3 separate regions of the Mus musculus genome follow, and regions 2 and 3 are each linked to region 1. The links are chromatin contacts, called in public Hi-C and HiCAR-type maps. All regions are on one chromosome and are shown on one strand. The core of a region is the stretch at or near the end of the contact, and the rest is flanking DNA. Distances in the headings are between cores, read along the strand shown. Region 1 holds the start of Top3b (topoisomerase (DNA) III beta). Region 2 holds the start of Snai2 (snail family zinc finger 2). Region 3 holds the start of Hira (histone cell cycle regulator).

The links. Hi-C and Micro-C count contacts between places; a contact is called where the count stands out from the background. HiCAR-type assays count read pairs that join an accessible place to other places.
Region 2: a HiCAR-type map of astrocytes shows a contact between it and region 1, with 4 times the contacts expected there. The contact joins the promoter of Snai2 here to the promoter of Top3b in region 1. A contact is called at or near these places in 2 of 115 datasets of contacts at active chromatin or transcription factors (astrocytes and large pre-B cells).
Region 3: a contact with region 1 is called in a Hi-C map of muscle stem cells, with 2.6 times the contacts expected there. The contact joins the promoter of Hira here to the promoter of Top3b in region 1. A contact is called at or near these places in 2 of 484 Hi-C or Micro-C datasets (CD8 T cells and muscle stem cells), 1 of 115 datasets of contacts at active chromatin or transcription factors (astrocytes) and 1 of 9 other capture datasets (liver).

Annotation. Positions count from the first base shown.
Region 1 is chr16:16,868,799-16,873,837 of GRCm38.p6, forward strand. Top3b (topoisomerase (DNA) III beta) reads left to right here and starts at 1,938. Exons shown (of 18, transcript NM_011624.3): 1 at 1,938-2,257. It overlaps Vpreb1 (pre-B lymphocyte gene 1), which reads right to left and starts at 457. Exons shown (of 2, transcript NM_016982.2): 1 at 268-457; 2 at 1-180. The coding sequence starts at 313.
Region 2 is chr16:14,703,303-14,708,341 of GRCm38.p6, forward strand. It overlaps Snai2 (snail family zinc finger 2), which reads left to right and starts at 2,550. Exons shown (of 3, transcript NM_011415.3): 1 at 2,550-2,750; 2 at 3,409-3,957; 3 at 4,813-5,039. The coding sequence starts at 2,672. The coding sequence ends at 4,994.
Region 3 is chr16:18,874,290-18,879,328 of GRCm38.p6, forward strand. It overlaps Hira (histone cell cycle regulator), which reads left to right and starts at 2,461. Exons shown (of 25, transcript NM_010435.2): 1 at 2,461-3,230. The coding sequence starts at 3,194. Mrpl40 (mitochondrial ribosomal protein L40) reads right to left here and starts at 2,348. Exons shown (of 4, transcript NM_010922.2): 1 at 2,182-2,348; 2 at 1,035-1,118. The coding sequence starts at 2,234.

The DNA of each region.
Region 1 (5,039 bases), core at 688-3,187:
CTGAGTGTGAGAAGTATCTCAGCAGGAACCTGGGAGGGTGGCCCGGCCTCTGCTGGTACCAGTAAATGCTGTAAATGCCAATGTTATGGTCGTTGCTCAGGGTACAGGAGAGGCGGATGGTGGCTCCAAGGGAAGAAGATGCTAATGGTGGCTGATGCACCATGGGCTGAGGGCCACAACCTGAGAAGATAGAAGCATGTCCATCACTGGGGCAGAGCAAGGCCATAGGAGGAGCAAAGAAGCCCTGGGCCCCAAGAGTTTCCTTACCTGTGAGATAGGCCAGCAGCATGAGCAGGACAGACGTCCAGGCCATGGCTCCAGACCTGCAGCACCCTGCCCCCTACAGCCACTGCTCCTGGGCCCTGACCAGCTGGGAAGCACTCTCCTCCCTGCTTTGGGGAGAGGGTCACTGCACCCCTGGTTCCTGCTCACCACCCTCCCAGGCTTTCTGGGCTCTGTGACTCTGTCACTTACCAGAATGGTCTAATGGAAGCCTTTGTGGCTCTGGGTTTGACCCAGGGAAGCATTCTGGGAGGAAGCACCTGCTGGAACGTCATGGGCCAGAACCCAGGACTGCGGGCTTGTCTCCCTGAGGGAGAGTGACCTCAACTCCCCTTGAGAGGCTGAGCCCCAAATAAGCAGATCTGTAGTTCACTTTAAATGCCTGGTAAAGGGGACAAGAGTTTTCTCCTTAAACCTAAGCCTCATATCAGACCCCAAATATGTGTGGGAGCAGTCACTGGGCCTCTTTAGATGTTCCTCTACCATATGTGAGCACACTAAATAAATCTCCTTCCTCTGCTTTTTAGTATTATCTCTTTTAATTACATTTTTATTTTCATTTCTTTTGTGTTCACATGGCCAGCTTGGCAGCCACTGTCTGCCTGCTGAGCCATCTTATAGGTTTCTTACTTGTCTCGTTGACAAGTTGGGGCTGTCATAGCCAGTCTTGGTAACAAAAGGATGGCTTAAAAACATAAGTTTGAGGCCAGCCTGGGTCCACAGTGAGTTCCAGTGAGTTCCAGGATGGCCTTGGCTACATAATGAGACAATCTGAATATATACATACATATATATATATATATATTTTTTTTTTTTTTTAAGACAGGATCCCACTATTTTGCTCTGGCTGGCTATTCTGGAACTCAATGTGCAGATGAGGCTGGCCTCGAACTCACTGAAATCTGCCTTTCTCTGCCTCCCAAGTGCCGAGATCAAAGTTGTGAGCCACCATACCAGGCTATTAAAAAACGGTATGCTAATAAAGTCATCAAAACTATTTTAAAACTTCCATAATTCTAATACTCTAAAAAAATTACATATTATCTTCCAGATACATTAACACAAGTAGTGTGGTCTTCAAAATTTTAAAAGGTGCTTTGTTTTGTTTTGTCTTGTATAGCCTATAGTCCCAAGCTGGAATGAAATTCACTATGTAGCCCTGAATGACCTCTAACTCGCTGTCTCAACCTTCTGATTGCTTGATTCCTGGTAAGAGCCACCATCCCGCTCACAGATGTTGCTAACACTGAAAAAGCCTGCTATCTGAAATGTTTAAATTATTTTAATTATTGGGCTGGTTAAGTGGTTAAGGACCTGGGTTCAATTCCCAGTACCCATATGGCAGCTCACAACTATCCCCAGTTCCAGGGAATTTGACACCCCCGCACGGATGTGCATATGCAAGCAAAACACCAATGCATATCAAATAAAAATAAACTTTACATTTTTATTTTAATCATTAATTGCATATTTTCATCAGTTCTCGTAATCATACTGACAATCGTCATTAATGTCTTCTCCGGATGATTTTTTGGAGACACAATGGAGACTTGGGGAGCCCCTGCTGCTCCCAACAGGAAGCAGACAGCAAGGCACCCGGAACTCACCAGCCTCGGAACTTGCAGACACCTTAGTGTCGACATCGGAGGGCAGATGAGGGGACGCCACAGACGGACAGAGCCGGAAGTGAGTTCGTGAGTGGCCACCGGGGAAAGCACAGCCGGAGCGAGAGGCGCAGCGGCACGGCGGGTGAGCAGTGGGATGCTGGCTGCTCGAGGAAGCGGAAGACGCTGGCTTTCCCCAGGCATTTCCGGAATGGTAGCAGCGCTCCGACCCGGGCGGGGGCGTGGGGGAGGGTCCTGCCCTGGCGCGGCTTTTTCGCCATCCAGCCCTCGCCGTGGGGCCTCTGGGCGGCGGTGGAGCCGCGTTTAGTGGGCAGTGGTCGCTTTTCCAACGAGCTCCCCGCGGCCCCGAGGTGAGACGTTTCCCCCTAGTTGAGGGTAGGGAAACCGGCTCAGGGAAGTTGTGCTGCCCACAGAGGCTCAGGCCTGCGGTTTGCGTTCTTATCCGAAGGTTCCACTCGCTGCCTCCCGGAGCCTGCTCTGTCTGGAGACCCAGGCTGTTCTCGGACTTGATCTCTGCAGATTAGGAGAAAACTTGGGTAAACCAATGAGCTAGAGTCGAGGGCCAGCTAGTTATGCATAGGGAAGAACGGATGACCTCTCTTAACCTATTTGGAACCCGGCCTTTGGGAACAGGACTGTGAAAAGCCAGGACGACTTGGATTTGATAGCCAGAGAAAGGGGGGAATTTTCACCGTTCGCCAAGGTCCCTTGTCGCTAGTCTGAATTGTTATGCACTGCGATTTATTCTGGCTTTTTAAACTAGGATGATGAGATGGCTCAGCGCTCTTACAACCAAGGTTCCGACCCCGGGAACTCACGTTGTAAAAAGAGAGAGCTGAATCCCACAATTTGTCTTCTGACCTGTGACCGGCAGCATGTGCGTGCCCATACATATCCACACACAAAATAACTGTTTATTTGTTTGTTTAACTTTAACTCCTATTTTATAGCAATGTTGGTAGACAGAGCTGCAGCATACTAGATACAAAGAAGGAGTTAAGAGACAGGCTTATTTTCCTGGATCTGTAGGTGATTAAAAGTCACTGAAGTGTTAAATTCTTAGATTTCCCATGCTTTGCTGACCCCTTTTGGGGCTCCTCAAGTTAAATCCACTACTACATAATACAAAAAGAAACCTCCATATTTACAGTGCTTTCCAAGGGACACTGATTAGTGAGGTGTGGCAAAGAATGGGCAGGTTGTCTTGCTATTCTCTCTTTGCAATCCACACCTAAATAGCCCTTTGCTTACCTAACTCCAGAATAGGACAAACTATAGTGTCAGAGCCTTGGCAGAAAAGACTTGGTATATCATGTAGGTTTATGTTAAGGAGTCTTATTTAAGTGATCATATATAAAAATTTTGGCTAGACATTTTGGTGTACTCCTGAATTCCCAGCACTCAGGAGTTGAAGATAGGAAGATCAAGGCCGTAGTGGCTATATAGTTAAGAGGCCAGCCTTGGCCACACAAGACGCTGTCTTTGCCCAATACACACACATACACACACACACACACACAGCAAAAGCTTAAGTGAATAGTGTTGTTTCAGAGTCACAAAGTGTGAGTGTGGTGTGTAGGTGATGCTTATAAGCCATCAAGTCCAGGTTTTCTCATTGGTTTTCACTTTGAAATGGAAGATGAGCCTTAATTAGGGAAGTCTTGACATTAATCACAGTTACAAAAGCTCTCTAGAGTAGAATCTGGTCTAGGTAAAGGGAAATGTTCCTGTCAAGGCCCTGGATTGTCTAGTTCTGTACCTTAAAAGAAGAAAAAAAAAATGTTTTAAACAGCTTATTGCTATGTAACTGAGTATAGCCTAAAACTCAAGCTTCCCCTGCCGCATCCAGCCTCGTGAAAGATGCAGTTACAGGTGTATGCCAGCATACTTGGCATTAGAAATCTTTTTTCTTCCTTTGAAATAGTGATAGAGCATTACAAAGTCCCCTTGTGCTGAAGTGCTAAAACTACTTACTTGTTTTGAGTCAAAGCTGAAGATAAATGTATATTCAAAGTGGACGGCAGCTGCATAGCCTGGCAAGTGGACGGCAGCTGAGAGCGAGTTGTGCCTTTCTATTACTGACCTTTACCTGGATATGTGACAGAGTCCGGCTAAGGCAGCGTGTCTGTGTCTGAAGGGACTTGTCAGTCTAGTCAATAATTTGGATCTTAGGTTGTAGAAGAGAAGAAGAGATACAAAATTCCCAAAACTTGGAAACCAGAGAGAAAGAATGCCTAGAAATAGAAGTGTTTGCTGGCAGTAACGTTAGGTGTTGCTGCTGTTGCTACTGCTGCTGCTGTTTTTAATGTGATGAGGTCTCACTGTGTAGCCCTGACTGTCCTGGAACTCACTGTATAGACCAGGCTGCCTTCAAACTCATGCTAAGAGATCTACTTGCCTCCTACCAAACCCAACATAAAGTAAGTTTTTGGTTTGGTTTGGTTTGGTTTTGATTTTAATGATATATAAGCATATTATTAGTTTTACAGGTAAAACTGTTGTCATGTATTCAGAGATTCATTCAATTGTGTTTGCTCACCATCTACTACTTCCCATTAGAGTGAGAAAAAAAAGTCCCTGCTGTCACATAGCTAGCTTATTTTTCAGGAGCTATAAGGTAAGAACCCGATAGGAGTCTATATCAGGCTTAGTAAGTACTACAGGGCAATATAGCAAAAACATTCTTAGAGGCAACAGGATAGAGCACAGGTTCTAGAGCAAACAGGTTCAGGGTCAAATCCATGTCCTACAACTCCAGCTCTAGTGTGACCCATGTTCCCATTATAGAACAATATGATGACAGTGTCTCCATCCCAACCACAGTGGCAGGACTGTCCCAACACCTAGTACTTTCTTTGGAAGAGACAGGAACTTTAAAAACCTTCATAGAATAATCTGTTTCCAGTTTTCCTTTCTGGCCTCTGACTCCTCTATCTGATAGAACCAAAACTTCCCCAGAATGGACATCAGAGGCTATGACAATTCCCAGTCATTTCTTTTCATTGCTCCAGCAAACAAGCATTGCACACTAGGTACCAAAGAAACAGCAATAACCTAGATAAGCCATGGATAGACAGGCCTGCGGTGCCAAGTGTGGTTCTCAGGGGGAGTTAGGTCAGGAAGTCAGAGGCA
Region 2 (5,039 bases), core at 1,300-3,799, 2.2 Mb before region 1:
AGAAAAGTTATGAAGCCCACTAAAAAAGGCTATAGGAATTTGTGACCATTTATTTCCTTAGATTACATTTTAAACTCTAAGGTTTAGCCTTCCTTAATTTAACTTACCTGACATCTCTAGTTTGACTTGGCTGGGGTTCTCTTCCACAAGAAGTATCTCTCTTATAAGTTATTTCTATAACCTACCTAATTAAGGAACATCAGTTTCTCTCCAGCTTAGGACTAATTTCTTGGTTTGGCAAAGGCTACCCACCACTAACTTCAATCAATCAATCAATCAATCAATCAATCAATCAGTCAGTCTATCAGTCTATCTATCTATCTATCTATCATCTATCTATCTATCTATCTATCTATCTATCTATCTATCTATCCATCTATCCATCTATTGATTTATCTGTGTATGACTGTATGTGTGTGTCTGTCTGTCTCGCAGTCTCTCTTTATGTCTATTTCCCTCCTTTTCTATGAATACAGAATGAAGTATTTAAAATGTTGGTGTATCTAAGGACAAATCCCTGCCTTGCACAAACAAAATCTTGCAGTCTGTGACTAAAAGCAGCACCCCAATCTATTGAAGTCTGCAGGGAGAAACCGTTATAGCAGAGTCCTCCCACCTGGCCTTGGGTATGATAAGCTTCCATTCTTGCATTTTCATTACATCAGTTTAATATCAATTTTCCTCTGCTGTGCCCAAGCAGAGCTTCTGTTTAACATGATTTATGTCATCAGCCGGTGGACTTCCTCCTGCGGCCAGTGGGACACATCTCACATAGATAAGGCATGAATCAGATCAGTTGAGCTCAATACTGGCTAGCACAATCTGGAACACACAGGTTACTTGACTGCAGTCTGTAATTTAACACAACCCCTGGGTCCTTGGACACAAAGGGGCTGGTTTCCCTGTTTCAAATTCACTGGTTCTTTAAAAGCACAATGAATCGTTAATGATTTTTTAAATTGCAACAACTCACTTTAGCAGGTTATCTTCTGGCGTTCCCTGTTGTCATGTGTGGCTTTGTGCCCTCTTTCAATACTAGATAAAAAACAAACGGTGTGTTTTACTGGAAATTAGGTGGAAGGGGCAAGATTTCTTGCCCTATAGAGCAGGTGTCTAAATCTGAGCAAACCCACTAGAAATAGGTCAACTCAGACTCCAGCTCTGATCCATACTCATGGTAGCTTAGAAAGAAATCTAATACATTTTCTTGTTTTCTTGTCACCTGCAGATTCAGTTCCCTTAGTTTAAGGATTCATATAAATATCTTTCTGTATTTGACATTGAAATCAGTGACTATTGTAAAGAGAAAGAGGAATCATTGAAATTAACCCAGGAAGTCTGCGGGTTTCCCCCTCCCCCGCTCACACGCCCGTTTTCTCATCCCCAGATTAAGAAGTTATGCTGCTTGACAATGCACTTTTCTCTTGCAAGTCTCAACATCGCTGGTGGTATTCTGTTTCCGCTGTTTTCTTCCAGCACCTGTTACGAAAAAAAAGTTAGTTGTCTTGGGGTGGGGAGGTGGGGGAATTGGATTCTGCAATTTTGTTGGGAAGAGTCAGGGTAACATTGAAATAAACAGAGTTGCCTGTGGGCACAGTGAAAACTGCACTTTTAAAATGAATCACTTCGGAGTATTTTTACACCTACCCCTATGTGCAAATGCAAGTGAAGTGACCGGCTGGCTACTGGACTACCTAAACTGCCAGTCAAAGAACTTGGCAAAAGAATCCTTTACCCCATCTTTTAATGCAAACCAGGGATGTGGCGTGAGGAAGGGGGAGGCTTTTGAAGACTAAAGAAAACACCACTAAGTAACGGCAGACACTAAGAATTGTCAGTAGAGATTCATATTTTTTTTTCTTTCTCTAAAATACCATGCGCTACAAAGGGAGGAAGTCTTGTCACATGTCTTCATCAGAACTTTCCATACTTCTTCCAGAGTTTGCCTATTGTCGGAGTCTGCACCAGCCTTCCCTTTTATCTTTACACTCTTCCAGTTCCTGGGGTAGGCTGTAAGGCTTTACTTTCAAGTGTCTAACGCAGCGATCAGCAAGTTAACTTTCTGGCACGCCGCCCTAGACCTGCTGTGGCAGCTGCGGGGAGCCTTTACCTTCCTTTCCCAAAAGCCAGAGCCTACAGCTGCTTGTGTGCAATAACCCCCCTCCAGACGCAACTTCCAAATATAGACTCTCTGGCCACTAGGGGCTGCGCGGTCCCAGTCCGGAGGGCCGCCCTTCCTTCCCGCCCTCGCCTTGCCAGGCACTGCCCACATCTGGAAGCCAAGTCGCCGTAGGTCACCTAGCGGAAACACGTTTCCCCAGTGCTCAAGAACCGAGATTTCCTTTCTTGAAAACATTTAATGTATTTTGAGCCTCCACTGAAATGCCATGAGCAGCCCATTTTGAACCAGAAAAATTTAGTCTGACAACAGAGTCTTCCTCTATTCACAGCTGTTCCAGAAGGAGGAGCTGAAATCTGAACCTCTTGGCTGTGATTGGTTACTTCTAGAAAAAGCAACGGAGAAGGCGCCTCCCCGCCCAGAGGAGCTCAGTCGGGCAGGGAGCCGGGTGACTTCAGAGGCGCCTGCCTGTCCCCCGCCGCACCTGAGCCACCGCGATGCTATAGGACCGCCGCCTGGACCGTTATCCGCCCGCGCCCGCCCGCAGCCACCATGCCGCGCTCCTTCCTGGTCAAGAAACATTTCAACGCCTCCAAGAAGCCCAACTACAGCGAACTGGACACACACACAGGTAAAAATCGCCTCTGTAAATCTGTGCGCGAGTAAACCGCGGTTCTATTGCTTGACTCAGAGAACACACCGGGCCGCTTTCCTTTTAATGCTGTGCCAAAACTGTCCTTGCAGTCTCTTGATTACTTAGGTTAAGTTTTAATTCAAAACCTTTGAGATCTTTGCTGACAAGGAAAGCTTCCTTCCGGTCGGGCAGTATAGTTCTCTGAGCCTGTGTGTACGCAAAAGGAGTGCACGGACGTGATCGCACCCTTCCCCTCGCCTGAGCAGCAATCTCCTGAAGCCAAGCACTTGGGAAAGCAGCTGGATTCGTGCATGCCATTACCCGCCACAGGCACGGTACAGCTAGAACAGCCCACGCATAAAATGAAAAGCAACTTTATAAAAAGTTTTAATATAGTGTCTAGTTCTTCGTTCTAAATTGGGACAGCAAGGCTAGTCCAGAATGAAGGTTAGTCAGGGCAACTGTCAGCCTGCACGAGGACAGTAAGCCCAGGTGAAGGGAAGACTTTATGTGTGTCCTGTGAGTAAGGCTGTCTTCACTAGAGAGTCTCCTATGGAGTCTCCTGCATGTTGTTATGGTCTCTCTCAGACTGTGTACATATATTTTAAAAATATTTTGCCTTAATTTTTTCTTTCCTTCCTTTTCTTTCTTCCAGTTATTATTTCCCCATATCTCTATGAAAGTTACCCTATACCTGTCATACCAAAACCAGAGATCCTCACCTCGGGAGCATACAGCCCTATTACTGTATGGACATCGTCGGCAGCTCCACTCCACTCTCCTTTACCCAGTGGCCTTTCTCCTCTTACTGGATACTCCTCATCCTTGGGGCGTGTAAGTCCCCCGCCTTCCTCTGACACTTCATCCAAGGATCACAGTGGTTCAGAAAGTCCCATTAGTGACGAAGAGGAGAGACTGCAGCCCAAGCTTTCAGACCCCCATGCCATCGAAGCTGAGAAGTTTCAGTGCAATTTATGCAATAAGACCTATTCTACGTTCTCTGGGCTGGCCAAACACAAGCAGCTGCACTGTGATGCCCAGTCTAGGAAATCGTTCAGCTGCAAGTACTGTGACAAGGAATATGTGAGCCTGGGTGCCCTGAAGATGCACATTCGAACCCACACATTGCCTTGTGTCTGCAAGATCTGTGGCAAGGCTTTCTCCAGACCCTGGCTGCTTCAAGGACACATTAGAACTCACACTGGTAAGAGAAATGTAGAAAACCATGCCTCTCAGCTCAAACAGTGGTGTGACAGAGCTGTCTGCGGGGTGTCTTAAGGGACTGACAGGGGGTGTTTTTCATAAGGTGAACCACTGATAGCTGCTTTCTGCTCTAAAGCTTGTTAGAACAGCAAGTGCTCCTTTCCAGCCTCTGCTCCAGGGATTGTAAACAGCATTTAGACTTTGGAAAGCACATGCAGGAGATTTGGTCTCAAAGATCAGTTAGAAAGCAAGATTGAGGTATTTGGTGTGTGTTCTGCAGAACTGATAGTCAGTAAATACAAATGTCTGGCTCCTAGTGTTGATTTGATAAACAGGCAGAGGGGGTTCCTATAGTTTTTTTGGCTATACTTTTTGCTATGAATTCTGCCAACTCTTGACTAATTTAGTAAATGAGGCTAAATTGGATCTGGCCGTGTGCTTGTTTGTTTCATTTTCTTGTTGCTGATTTTTAAAAAAAGCCCAAAGCATGAAATCATATGCAGGAAGTCATGGAATTTATCCAGTCTTAGTCATCATACAGAAAGAGGAGACATACTGGAAATGGAGGGAGCTGCTCATCATTGCTGCACCTGTTGAAGCAGAAACCCTTAGCAAGAAAAAGCCCCAATTCTGAATGTGTGTCTGTCTGGCAGAACGGAAGCTGTTTGGCTGATATTTTAAAGTTTTGTTTTGAAAGGCCAAATAGGAATAGAATTACATAACTGGGGGTTGATATGATCAAGCTATGATAATTCTTATTCTTCTAAGCTACTGTTGATGTTCATTAATATTACTTGATTTTGTGTCCTATAAAAAGCTGACTGTCTTTTATTTTCCCTTACCCTACCTCAAACAGGGGAAAAGCCTTTCTCTTGCCCTCACTGCAATAGGGCTTTTGCAGACAGATCAAACCTGAGGGCACATCTGCAGACCCACTCTGATGTAAAGAAATACCAGTGCAAAAACTGCTCCAAAACCTTCTCCAGAATGTCGCTTCTGCATAAACATGAGGAGTCTGGCTGCTGTGTGGCACACTGAGTGGCGCAACCAGTGTTTACTCAAACAGAATGCATTTCTTCACTC
Region 3 (5,039 bases), core at 1,211-3,710, 2.0 Mb after region 1:
GTATCTTAAAGCTGCCCTGAGAAGTGAACGTGCTGAACTAAGGGAGTAAAAGCTCATTCACATTTGAAATGAATTTGTGATTTACAAAATGCTTCAAGACTAAAAGAGACAGGACAGTAAAAATGACTGCCAGATTTTTTTTTTTTTAAATCAGTTTCTGGGGTGTTGAGAGGGCTCCGTGGTTAAGAACACTTGCTGCTCTTGCCGAGGATCTAGGTTTTGTTCCCAGCACTCACATGGCAGCTTACAACCATCATTGATTCTGGTTCCAAGGGATCTGGGACCCTCTTCTGGCCTTTGTGGGCACCATGCATGTAGACATAACACATTACAAAATTAGCCATGTCCTAAAGCTTTGGCAAGTATCTGATTTACTTTTAGGAACACACTTCCCAGGCTAAATGTGGCATTAGGAATAATCAAATTTGAAGCTGGAGAGATGACTTAGGAGTTACAAGGAGTGCTTGCAGATCTTAAACACTGGAGTTTGGTTCCCAGAACCCACATCAGGGGCTCACAACTGTTTGTAACTAGGAGAGCTATAACCCCTGACTGGCTTTGGGCACCCCAAACACATGTGTATACATATGTCAGGAACATAAACATTAAAAAAAAAAAACCCTTAAAGCAAACCTTTTAGCAATAAACTAAATAAAGCCCCAAGAAAGCATCCAAAGTTCCTAGAGTAACTATTATTAGTCTTTGAACCTTTCTCCCACTCAGTGAATCAGAATGAGCAGGGAAGAGCAAGGCCTATGGAAATACAGAAGTTAAGATATGCCCTTTGAAACACATAAGACTCCTTAAATCTAGCTGCTACTTATTTAAACTACTCAAGTAGCAATACATATATGCTATGCTATCATAGTACAGAGCTCCTTCAAAGGACAGAGGCATCCACTTAAATTTAACTATTAGTTCCACAGACTGAAATCTGCTTGCTAACCCAAGGTTGGGCACTCTTGCTTTGTTTTGGTCATATGCATACACGTGTTTCTCATACCCCAAGAGCTAAGGGTTATGCTGGATTTTACCTCATGGGGATGAGATCCCAGAAGGCCAGTAAGGAAGCTCTCTGGTGGGTGTGTCTGACGTGTGCCTGGCAGGTTCCAGGGATCCTGAAGGAGAGAAGGGTATGTATAAAGATCTGGGGAAAGAGAAGGCACATACACATAACTATAGGTCTTCCTAAAACCCGGAGGATGTTTGTAAGTATCTATTTTGTATTTTTTTCAGACAAAAGTCTCCCTAATTCGGGCTATCTTGCAACTTGAGACAATTTTCTTGCCTCAGCTGCTCCACCATGTCTAGTTCATTTGTATTAGGCCAGCAAGGTCAAAGTGAGGAATTTACAGAACTCTGTTTCTCACTGGGGCAGAGCCTTTACTTGCTCTGGCAGGATCTTCTTCTTCTTCTCCTTCTTCTTCCGTCTCTCTGTTTCTTTCTGTCTCTCTCTCTCTCCCCTTCTCTGTCCCCTCTCTTTCTCTGCCTCTACTCTCTTCTCAATTCCCCTTCCCATACCCACAAATAAACTCTATTCTATACTAGACCTGTCTAGTATATGACTGGTACCTCGAGGAAGGAAGGAGGGATGCTTCAGTGTGGACCACTGAGTAAAGTACCCCCTCCCACTGTACTATACGTCCCTTCTATAAAACATATCCTTGGATTTTTAAAAACACATTGCTCTTCTTCCTTTTTTTTTTTTTTTTTTTTTTTTTGGGTTTTTTTGAGACAGAGTTTCTCTGTAAAGCCCTGGCTGTCCTGGAACTCCCTTTGTAGACTGGGCTGACCTCGAACTCAGAAATCCGCCTGCCTTTGCCTCCCAAGTGCTGGGTTTAAAGGCGTGCTCCACCACGCCCGGCGTCTTTTTCTTCTTTTTAAAAATGGGGTGTAATATAGCCAGGTTTGTATGCAGCTGTTACGACCTTGACTTTCTGACCTAGCCTCCACCTCCATAGTGCTGGGGTTGCAGGAGTAGGCCACCACTTAAGCACGACTTAGGCTTCACACTTGTTAGGCAAATAGCCTGTTAAGTGAGTACACTTCCAGTTCGGATTTTCATCCGCAACAGATGCGGTAGGCTCATGCCCAGAAATAATCTGCGAGCACTAGCGAGCAGCTACGGGGCAAAGCCCGCGCACGCGCCCTGGGTATTCTGCCACCCGCGGCTACACTCACCAGCTCCGAGGCCGCAGAGCCCGCGCAGCACACAGCATCACCCCGGTAGCCATAGTTTTTCACGCCACCCGCTGGCGGGCAGCTTCCGGGAGCACGCCCCTGGGCGGTCCGACCTGAGGTACCCGGTCGGGTCTGGCAGGCCTCGGCCCGGAACTCGCGGGTCTGGGATTCCGAGAGGCGGGCCCGCAGCTGGCCCCGCCCCCGACGCAGCCCCGCCCCGGGCAAGCAACGGTGGCTTCGCCGCGCCCTTTTGCGGGCGTCCCGCCTTCTGTGGATGCTGCGGTGTTTTCCTGCTCTCTGCTCCGCCTGGCCTATGTGTTTACATCTATGAAAACGCCCCGCTCTTCTAATAAATGCGCCCGTCTGGCCCCCTATCCTTCACCAGCCTAGTTCTTTTATGCATGCAATCGAGCTCAGGGCCCGCTGCCGTCTGCCGCTAGATGCATGCTGGCGCCCGCCCGGCTGGCGCTCGCGAGATGCCCAATAGCGCGAATTGATGGATGGCGGAAGCTAGTTACTAAGCTGGACTCGGAGCCGCGGAGGTAGAACTAGAGATCTGCACACCACCCTGGTTCTGCATCGCCGGGCGGGATCTCAAGGCTTTGCCAGCCTGCTCACACCGACCCTCATCGGCGACCACATCAGTGGCAGCGGAGTATCCCCGTCCTCCCCCCCCTGTCTACCGAAGAACCGAGGCGGCCCGGTCCGCGTAGGGAGCGGTTTCCCGCCGGGGCGATTTGGCAGGTGCGCGCCGTGACTTCCGGCGTTGCCCGGGAGCCGCCGGAGGAGGAGCGGCGCAGGGGATGCGGCTGTGGCGGCGGCGGCGGCGGCCGAGCGCAGGAGGCGGCTGTGGCGGCGGCTGGGGGCACGGGCCGGCGATGGCGCGGCGGCGCTGAGGGCAAGGGTGGGCGGCGGCCGGAGGGCGGGCGGCGCGGGAGGAAGCTGCGGCAGCTCCATGGCCCAGGCGTGCTGAGGGACACGGCTCTGGCTTCAGCCCGGCAGCGGCCGAACAATGAAGCTCTTGAAGCCAACCTGGGTCAACCACAATGGTGAGTGCACGCAGGAGTCGTGGGCGGCCGAACCTGCATCGGGGTGGGGTCTGGGATTGGCTTGCGGCGGTGCTCAAGTCCTGCCCACCTTGTCCAGACGCTGGTGCCGGGTGCTGGAGCTGCAGAACGGGCAGGAGCAGACTTTGTCCCCGGCTCTGGGACACCGGCGAGCCCGGGCACGTGCTTCGGGCTGGTTGCAGCGAAGTCCGCCTTTGCCTCAGGCAATGGCGCTGTGTCCTGCGCCGCCCACCCTTAATCTGGGATGCCTGGCTCTGGTGAGCCGGCTTGGGTACCGACCTGGTGCTGCCATCCGGCTTCACCATCCAGTATGTGCTCAGATGGTTGTGAGTATGAAACTGGGGCGACATCCCCCTTGTGGCCTTTCAGCGGCTCGGTGAATCTGCATGAGATACTTACTGGCTGTATTGCCCTTTCTGAGGCCTGGAGTTTGTGACAGTGCCCCCACTCGGGCTATTGCGATCCTGGAATGGGAAGGGCCTGGGCTCAGGTCCTACGGAGGACCACGAAAGAACCACGTTTAATGTAAGGATTGGGGCTTCAGATGACTAAGATTGGGGCCAGTGGTGCACAGGAGACAAGCGACTTTGGATCCGTGATAGTGACTTCAAATAGCAGATTCCTACACCCTGGTGGAGAAAGCAGCCGGTGGCATCCAGTTTTGTCGAGAACTACTGCAGGAGGTTGTTTGCTCTCTGCCGAGCGAGTGAGGAAGAGCTAGAGCCTTTCCCCCCAGCTAGTACTTGAGTCTCTGGAAGGACCCGAAGGAAGCACGAGGAAGCAGCCAAGCTCTGCTGAAAGAGGAAGGGTCTTTCCTCCTTTCTACTTTGTATTGCATCTAGAGGGAGCTACAGTTGTGTGTGTGTTTTTGTGTGTGTGTGCGCGCGCCCGCGTAAAAGAAGGCAAGTAGATGCATTTTTCTCTTTTTAAAAATCCACGTGGCCAAATTTAAAAAAAAATTGGTCCTGGGTGCTTTTTATTCACAGCCGAACTTTTTTTTTTTTTTTTTTTTTTTTTTTGGAGGGGGAGGGGGCGTTCACAAGGAAGATCGTAGACGTAGACTGGGTACGACATGCTCTCTACATTAAACAGTATGATTCTGAAGTTCAGCTAAGAACAGATTTTAAAGTTTGGAGCCTAGTCCGAGCAGTGGTGGAGCACACCTTTAATCCCAGCACTCAGGAGGCAGAGGCAGGCGGATCTCTGAGTTCAAGGCCAGCCTGGTTTACAGAGTGAGTTCCAGGACAGCCCGGGCTACACAGAGAAACCCAGTCTCGAAAACACACACACACACACACACACACACACACACACACAAGTTTGGAGGCAAGAAGGTTCAAAGTTCATTTGAAATCTAGGTGATGGGGAGGGGAAAGAATATGATAGAACCATACTGTATGAAAAAATTTTTTTTGTTTTTGTTTTTTTGTTTTTTGTTTTTTTTTGAGCCAGGGTTTCTCTGTATAGCCCTGGCTGTCCTGGAACTCACTCTGTAGACCAGGCTGGCCTCGAACTCAGAGATCAACCTGCCTCTGCCTCCCAAGTCCTAGGATTAAAGGCATGCACCACCACCACCTGGCATGAAAATTTTTTTAAGTAAAAAAATCTAAGTGATGATTATTCATGATAAAAGATGTTGAGACTTAAGCAAACTTCTCTTTTTTTTTTTTTTAATTTAAAGGCACCCTCTTTCTCTATATTGCCTTTACCTTGGAGATGGTGTTATTACATGTCACTGCCAAGCATGCCTTTAAAGATGATGGTAATGAGAGGTGGGGAGTGGCTTCCTAG